Regions from separate parts of the Sus scrofa genome. Here region 2 is linked to region 1. The links are chromatin contacts, called in public Hi-C maps. All regions are on one chromosome and are shown on one strand. The core of a region is the stretch at or near the end of the contact, and the rest is flanking DNA. Distances in the headings are between cores, read along the strand shown.

Region 1 (3,763 bases), core at 702-3,201:
AAAGGCATATGACTACAGCAAAGGATCCCAAGGGCAAAATCCGCACAAACCGGGCAGTTTCAGCTTCATCCAACAGCGCCGAGATCAGGTGGGCCTAGAAATCTGGCTGCTGGAAGGCACATGTAACTCATGCACCCTGAGCCCCCGAACAGGGCACTTTTTAGTAGTAAGATGGCAGCTTGTGAGCCTGGTCACTGCAGATTAGAAGACTGGGAATCAGCAGAGAAGAAGAGCGTGTGCGTCTAGACTGTATTCTCTTCTCAGCCTCTAGTTGGAGAGGTGGCTTCCCTTCCCTTCCAGTGCCTCGTTCACTACTGAGCCGAGGCTTTCTGAGGGATTCAGAGAGTCATTCAGCCGTAAGACCTCACAAGGGTTTGCTGACCCTGAAGATAAGGAAAGACAGATGTGGCCTCGGCTCTCCTGGAACGAATATTCTAGACTGAGAAGACATCAGGGAACTAGGAATGGAAGCTTCAGATTAGATCACAGCTTCAAAGGCAACACAGAAGTCTTCTGAGAGCGCATATCAAAGGAATTTAACCTCAACTGGGATCAGAGGAAGCTTTCATGGGGAAGTGACATGTGAGCTGATATATGAAGAATGGGTAACAATAAGAGCGGACATATATTCAGCTTGACTATGTGTCGGATATCATTCTAAGTGCTTAACAGGTATTGTCATATAATCCCCACAACAAACCCTTGAAGTGGTAATAGAAGTATGGTTAAGGAGAAAGGCCCCACAAAATGAAGTAAATTGGCCAAAGTGCACGGCCCATAACGGGACCAGGATTGAAACACACAACCTGATTTTGAATATATTATTTTAACCACTAAGAATGAACTATATGGAAGTTACGAGGGTTAAAAAAGGCAGAATAATGGAATGTGTAAAGCCCCCAGGTAGGAGGCAGCCTGGTAGGTCAAGGAACAGTAAGAGCCCAGCGTGGCTGGTGTGATGAAGAGGAGTAAGATGAAGCTGGAGCTGCACAGTGGGTGCCAGCGTCTGGGAGTCCCAGTAAGGACATATTTTGTGCCTCGTTTGCTGGGTCTCAGGGCAATCAGGAACAGAAATAGTAATACTGGGTAATAGTAATGGAAATGAAATTTACCGTTTTAGTTCTGTTTCGTTAAGGCTGAAAGCAGCTGGAGACTCTTTACAATCTGTGTGTTATTGCCAGGAAGTAGGCAAATTCATGTAAGAAATAGGAAAAAACAAACAAACAAACAAACAAAAACCAAACTAGAATTAAGCCACAGAGCTAGTAGGGCATTCTGGGAAAACAGGCTGAGGACATTACAGAGACATTCCTGGCTAACATTACCTTCGGTTCTCAAGTGAGGGGAAATCAGTAGCTAAAATCAGATCTAGACTTTGGTGGTAATTATCCACCTAAATCTGTAGTTTGACATATAAATAGAAGGATGGCCCAGCAACTTTCAGTCAATGGCCTATTTTTTATTTTCAGATGGCATTCACTCCTTTCAGCCATCCTTTCAGGAAGTAGTGTGAGGCCTGCAGCAGCAGATACAATCCTTTGACTGCTGCCACCTGGGGGTTCCCATAAACTCAAAAGCGTTCTGTGCCACTTGAGTACCCTCTGCTCCAGCCCTCTCATCTTTTAGTTCCCAGGAAATGACTTGAGCATTCTTATGGAAAAGGCTTGTCTTAACAGCCGAGCTTTTTCTTCTCCCCTGCTCCATCACTCAGAAGTTGTTTACTTGATGATATCATCTTTCGGATCCCTTAGGCATGGTAGTCCGAAGTGGTGAATCCACCTTTGGCTTTCTCTGGTTTGCTTTGACGCGACACAAAGGTCAGATGTTATTGCTATTCCACAGACCCAACACCAGGGGGTGATCAAGGCACATCACATTAATGACCACTTCTCTGAAGCTGAGCTCTAACCTCCTGCCGTCCACAGAGAATTGGAAGCACAGGAGCTGGGCTCACAGAATTCTGGTCAGTATAACTCACAGCATCAAAGGCTTTGACAGTGTGCCTGGCATTGCACACATGCTCAATTCAAGTATGGTAACCTCAGTGGCGCTACTGCTTAATGCCAAAAGGGAGAAAAAAATGGCATCTCATAACCGTAACCAACTGCACAGCAACCAGAAGGCAAAGAATTGCCCTGCCTCATGCCCCCACAGCACTGGGTAATTTACAGGTGCCACTGGAACCTACTGTTCCTTTCCTGGTAGCACACAGCCTTGCACACTGACTTCTGTGTTTTTCCAGGGTACTCATTTCCACAGCAACTCAATGGTCAGACATTCTTCAGGCTAACATTATTTGTGACTATTGTGACTCTCCCATTCTTGGAAACGCTCCCATGGCAAAGCACTTTTTGAAAGGAATGTGAAAAGGAGAAATTCAGTGTGATTTTCCAGAAATTGCTCAGTGGTTTCACGAAACACTGTGATTGCCTTTTAATGTTCGAAATGCCAGTGACTGCTCCTTCGGGGCTGTATTTTTCCATTAGCAAACACCAATCTCCTACTACTCTAAGACTCTGAAACAAATGTGTTTAGTTAATTTTCTGTTTATCCTTTGCAAAACACAGAGACCATCGCATCTTCTTTGATGATATAGCATTGTTAGAGGCAAGGACATATGGCTAAACAGCTTTAATGAAAGTTCGTAAAAGTCGATTTCTCCTTATACCAGGTTATAGGAGCTCCTAAATAAAGCATACACACATATGTGTCCAGAAGTCCTTGAGCAAGGGGCTGAGTGAGCCAGACATTCCTTATTTTCTCATTTTTAAGGTAAATTTTTATGCAATTATGACATGCAGAGATGTGCTTGAATTATAAATTTCATAAAGTACACATGCCCATATAATCATCACCCATATTAAGAAAGAGCAGCATCTCAGCAGCCCTCTTTACACGCAAGCATCCTTCTAAATAAAAATAAGCATTCACGTATTATTTATGAGCAAATGTTGTGCTCTATAGTCTGTCTCATACTGTGACTGGAATGTATTCCTTAGCAATATGTTCTTTCTAGAGCAATGGTACCAAAAGTGTACACCATGCCCAGTGGCAGGGGTATCACTGAGGAACCTCTCTGAAATGTGATTTCTCAGGCCTTCTCCCTAGCCTACTGAATCAGAAATTCTAGGAGCAGGACTTGGCCATCTCTGTTTTAAGAAGTCTCGTGTGTGATTCAGATGCATCCTAACGCCTTAAAAACATTTTTTTCTAGCACAGCATCCATCTTTTAGTCTCAAAATTGTGGTGTAGGAGAGTCCTATGTATACCGGGGTATCAAGTGTAACATTAGAAAAGTGGTAGCAAGGTCTAATTTCTTATCTCTTTTTTCCCCCCTAAATTTTTGTGACTTAAATTTATTTATTGTCAGCTTTATTGAAGTGTAATTTATATATAATAACACTCATCAGTTTTTTAAAAAATTTTTAATTGAAGTAATGTGTTAATTTCTGTTGTACAGCAAAGTGATTCAGTTATACATATAATATATATATATATATATATTCACTTTTTTAAAAAAGTTCTTTTTCATTATGGTTTATCAAAGGACATAGAAAATAGTTCTCCGGGAGTTCCCGTCGTGGCGCAGTAGTTAACGAATCTGACTAGGAACCATGAGGTTGCAGGTTCGATCCCTGGCTTTGCTCAGTGGGTTAAGGATCCGGCGTTGCCGTGAGCTGTGGTGTAGGTCACAGATGCAGCTTGGATATGGCGTGGCTGTGGCTCTGGTGTAGGTCGGCGGCTGCAGCTCTGATTAGATCCC
Region 2 (3,763 bases), core at 674-3,173, 430 kb after region 1:
TTATAAAAGTTCAGTCTTGAGCCTAAACCTTTTAAAAAATTTAATAAGAAAATTTTGTTCTTTAAGGTGGAAGGTTAGCATGTAACATATGCTAATATTAACATATATTAATATTTAACATAAAATATTGTGATAAAGCAATTCTACAAATATAGAGTGATATATTTCTGATATACCTTCTGCCAGGAGGTGACTCTGTGGCTTTCCCTCCACTTCATATGACTTCAGCACACTGAAATCCAGTCTACTTGCATCAAAAAATATAATAAAGTTTTTGTTTGGATCAGACGCCTTTTTGTTTTGTTCAGTGATCTCCAAATTAAGGACACACCAAGAGAGAAACTGATATGAAAATAAGAAGGCTAATATAAATTTGCCAGAGAACAGTCAAATGCTGCCAGCTCGAAGAGTGAAGACATTAAGAACAGCTTGGTGATCTCCTTAAGGGATGCGTTAGAACTTTAAGCAAGCAGACAGAAAAAAAGATACTACTGATGAAGGAAAAAAAACCCAAAACCTATGGGTCAGTTCAGGTAGGTGGCAGAAACAGCTGCAAATTACTGGCAACGCCAGCTGTACTTGAGAATTGAGGAATAAATCAACTTTAGATCTTGGTGAAGGCCCAGAAAGTAAACTCAATTAAAGTTGCTGGGATCCAATGACCTAGGTGTCCCCCATAGTAAAGGAAAACAAACAAGCCTGCTGGGGACCTTGCATAGGATAGTTGTGTAAAGAGCTTTGCTTCCTGCAAAGAGCTGGAAAACCTTCTGTGCAAGAAAACCCTGGGGTACGGATAAAACTCCAAAAGCCATTTTCTTCCAGATTATGAGTTTCTAAGCCATGCCAAACTCCACTGGAAAAGTCACTCTGGGGATGAAAAGGCAACGCGCTGCACCCTGCTATCTCTTTAAAATAAATAAGTTCTCACTCTGTTCCAGCTATCATTTCCTATGAAACGTATCATTCCCTCTCCCCCCAACACTTAAAAAAATAAAATAAAAATAAACCACCCAGAAAAAGCACTCGCGAGTCCCTCTAGCTATCACTAACGCCCCAACTGAATTTCAAGTCCAAAAGGTTAAGAGCCTGACCATGGGGCGGCGCAGTCTGAAACTTTCTGCAACTTTGGGATCCTAATAACAGTGACTATTGGACACCAAAATGACTTTCCAGGGTCAGGGAGATGAACTACCTGACCCATCCGACCCCCTCTGGAATGCGTCCCATACCAGTCAGTCCCATTCCGGAAGAAGGGGCTCTCTCAGGGCTGGGGACAAGGCAGGAGACCCCCCCACAAACACACACACACACACACACTCCCACACACAACCACAGTAAAGACTGAAAGGGGGGGGGGACAATAATGATGACAACAAATAAAGGCATCGCTTAATTAAAAAATAGAATCTGAGTCCCTTACCATCTCGCCTGAGGTTGGCGTTGCGCAAAGCCTTGATGGATGCGCTTGCGGAGCTGCAGAAGTGTCCCGGTAGCTGCAAAAGTTTGCGCAGACTAGCGTGTAGACGAGGATGAGCCGGTGCATTGGGATCAGCGACCTAGGGACAGCGTCGCTCCAAGAAAAAGCCGGGATAGGCTCCCGGGACGGACGCCGCGCCGCTCTCTGGCCCCCGCGCTCGCCCCGCGCTGGCCCGGGCCGCTGTGCTAGTCGCCGAGCTCTCCCCAAACTTCCTGCATGCTGAACTTTCCGCGCGCGGGTGGCGGCCGCACTTCCTTGTGGTGCTGAGAGTTGATAAATGATGACGGGACAAACAACAGGTTGACGTTTGTTCGCCCCCTCCGGCGGCCGGCAGCTGCAGCACAGGCTGCAGTGGGCGGGCGGCACGGCGTCCCGGGAGAGCGAGCGGAGTAGCCACTTACTCCGCCCCAGCGGCCGGGCTCCTGAGCTGCGCGCACGGGGCTCCCCAGGCCCGACAGAAACCCATTCCGCCACTGAGCATGCCCAGTGTGACTGTGACCGGGACTCTTCTCACCACCCTGGCCTCAAACTTAGATGTGAGACCAGACCGGGGGCAGGGAGCGAGTGGGAGAGGGTAGAATCTCCACACTTCTTCAGAGGGGACGCAAGACGTGGCTCCTGCCTAGGTGACAGTGGGTTAGGGAGGGAGACTGGTGTTGGAAGTTTGTACTTTACACAAAGGAAGATCAGATTCTACGCAGTCAAAATTTCACTAAGTGACCAAGTGGAAACGCGCCGAAACAAAGGAGCTGGATTCTGAGCTTTCCTTTGAGCTCCAATAGGTATGACCTTAGCCAAGTCAGGGTCAATTTCTCAGGGAGAAACACAGCCTGCCCTTCCTATCCCTCAGGGATCTAGGTGTGATGGGCATGTGTGATGAAGTGTACAGTATATATCCCACCCTGTGCCCCTGCGCAGAGAAGGGCTTTGAGGTCAGAGTGGGGTTGAGCCGCGAAAGACTGGCAATGTGGGCTGTGTTGTCTTCACCACCCACAGGAAGAGGCAGGGAATATCCAGGTTTTTGGGCTCCTACTCTCAGTATCTGAAAGCTCTGTGGTCCAGAGGAACTGCTTCTGGATTCCAGTAATTTCTAAATAGTGTTCTGTCTCCCAGGGGTTGGGGACTGTATTTGGAACAGGTGCTGATGGAGGCTCTGCTGCTCACTAGCTGGTTTGTCACCTTGAGTAAGTCATTTGACTTTTTTTTTTCTTTCTTTTTTTTTTTTTTTTTTTTGCTTTTTAGGGCAGCACTGTGGCTTATGAAAATTCCAGGCTAGGGGTCGAATTGGAGTTACAATTGCTGGCCTAAGCCACAGGGACGGGCCATCAGGGCCACGTCCTTGACCTACATGACAGCTCAGGGTACCACTAATCCCTGAATGAGAACCCACATCTTCATGGATACTAGTTGGATTCATTTCCCCTGGGCTCAATGGGAACTCCCATCCTTTGACGTTTTGGGACTCGGTTTCTTAAAAAAGGAGAGTAATCATTTTTTGTATGGTTGTGGTGAAAATTATATGAAATAACTTTTTTGTTTGTTTATGGCTGAATCCAAATCCAAATTTACATAATTTCTCAGCTGCTCAGGGATGAGATATAGGAGAGGCATTTCCCAATCTCTTTAAGGCCTTTCAGCTCCTGAAAGTCTGGGGTATGAGAAATATGTGATATTTAGAGAGCTGGAAGCACTGAGAATGGTAGGACGTTCAGAAAATTTAATCTTGAGATTACACCATCCAATGCTAACTAGGATACATGTGTTCTTTATACATACTCAAAAGATTAATGTCTTGGCATTTTTGTCTAAAACAGTGTTACAAACTGTGGGTTTGTGTATTGTGAAATAAATTTCAAGATCAACATTAGTTTTAATTAACTTTATTTTTTTAGGATAGTTTTAGGGTCATAGCAAAATTGAGAAGAAGGCACAGAGATTTCTCCTGTGCCCTCTGCCCGCACACCTGCATAGCCTTCCCCATTATCAAATCCACCACCAGAGTGGTCTGTTTGTTACAAATGTTTTTTAAATAAATAGAATGCAATACAATTGCTTACAAATTTTATTAGCAGAGTTCATTACAGGTAATAACATTAAGTATCATTTCATGACTCTTTTGTTGCAAAGACACACAAACACACCCAGGTGTAAAAGGTATTTTGGTGGAGCATGATCAAAATATTTGCTGGCCACTGGGGAAAATAAGTCTCAGAAAGTAATCAATCCCTGGAAGAGGCACCAAAGGGGCATAAAACCTGGGTTAGCATTCAGTCTATTCACTCAGCA

What was found. A called contact is a pair of places that touch in the nucleus more often than the background predicts.
Region 2: a Hi-C map of subcutaneous adipose tissue shows a contact between it and region 1, with 2.6 times the contacts expected there. The contact joins the promoter of PDGFD here to the enhancer-like site in region 1. A contact is called at or near these places in 1 of 5 promoter capture datasets (liver), 10 of 47 Hi-C or Micro-C datasets (embryonic fibroblasts, fetal heart ventricle, fetal skeletal muscle and 6 more) and 1 of 2 datasets of contacts at active chromatin or transcription factors (skeletal muscle).

The regions. Positions count from the first base shown.
Region 1 is chr9:34,192,055-34,195,817 of Sscrofa11.1, forward strand. No RefSeq gene overlaps it. Among named protein-coding and RNA genes, the nearest start is that of DDI1, 310 kb to the right of the region's middle. Within about 2 kb of position 1,952, at least 8 of the 83 cell types and tissues checked have an H3K27ac peak or open chromatin away from gene starts, as enhancers often do. A contact at or near this core is called in subcutaneous adipose tissue, where this site is marked.
Region 2 is chr9:34,619,304-34,623,066 of Sscrofa11.1, forward strand. It overlaps PDGFD (platelet-derived growth factor D), which reads right to left and starts at 1,924. Exons shown (of 8, transcript XM_021062718.1): 1 at 1,468-1,924; 2 at 1,421-1,465. The coding sequence starts at 1,543.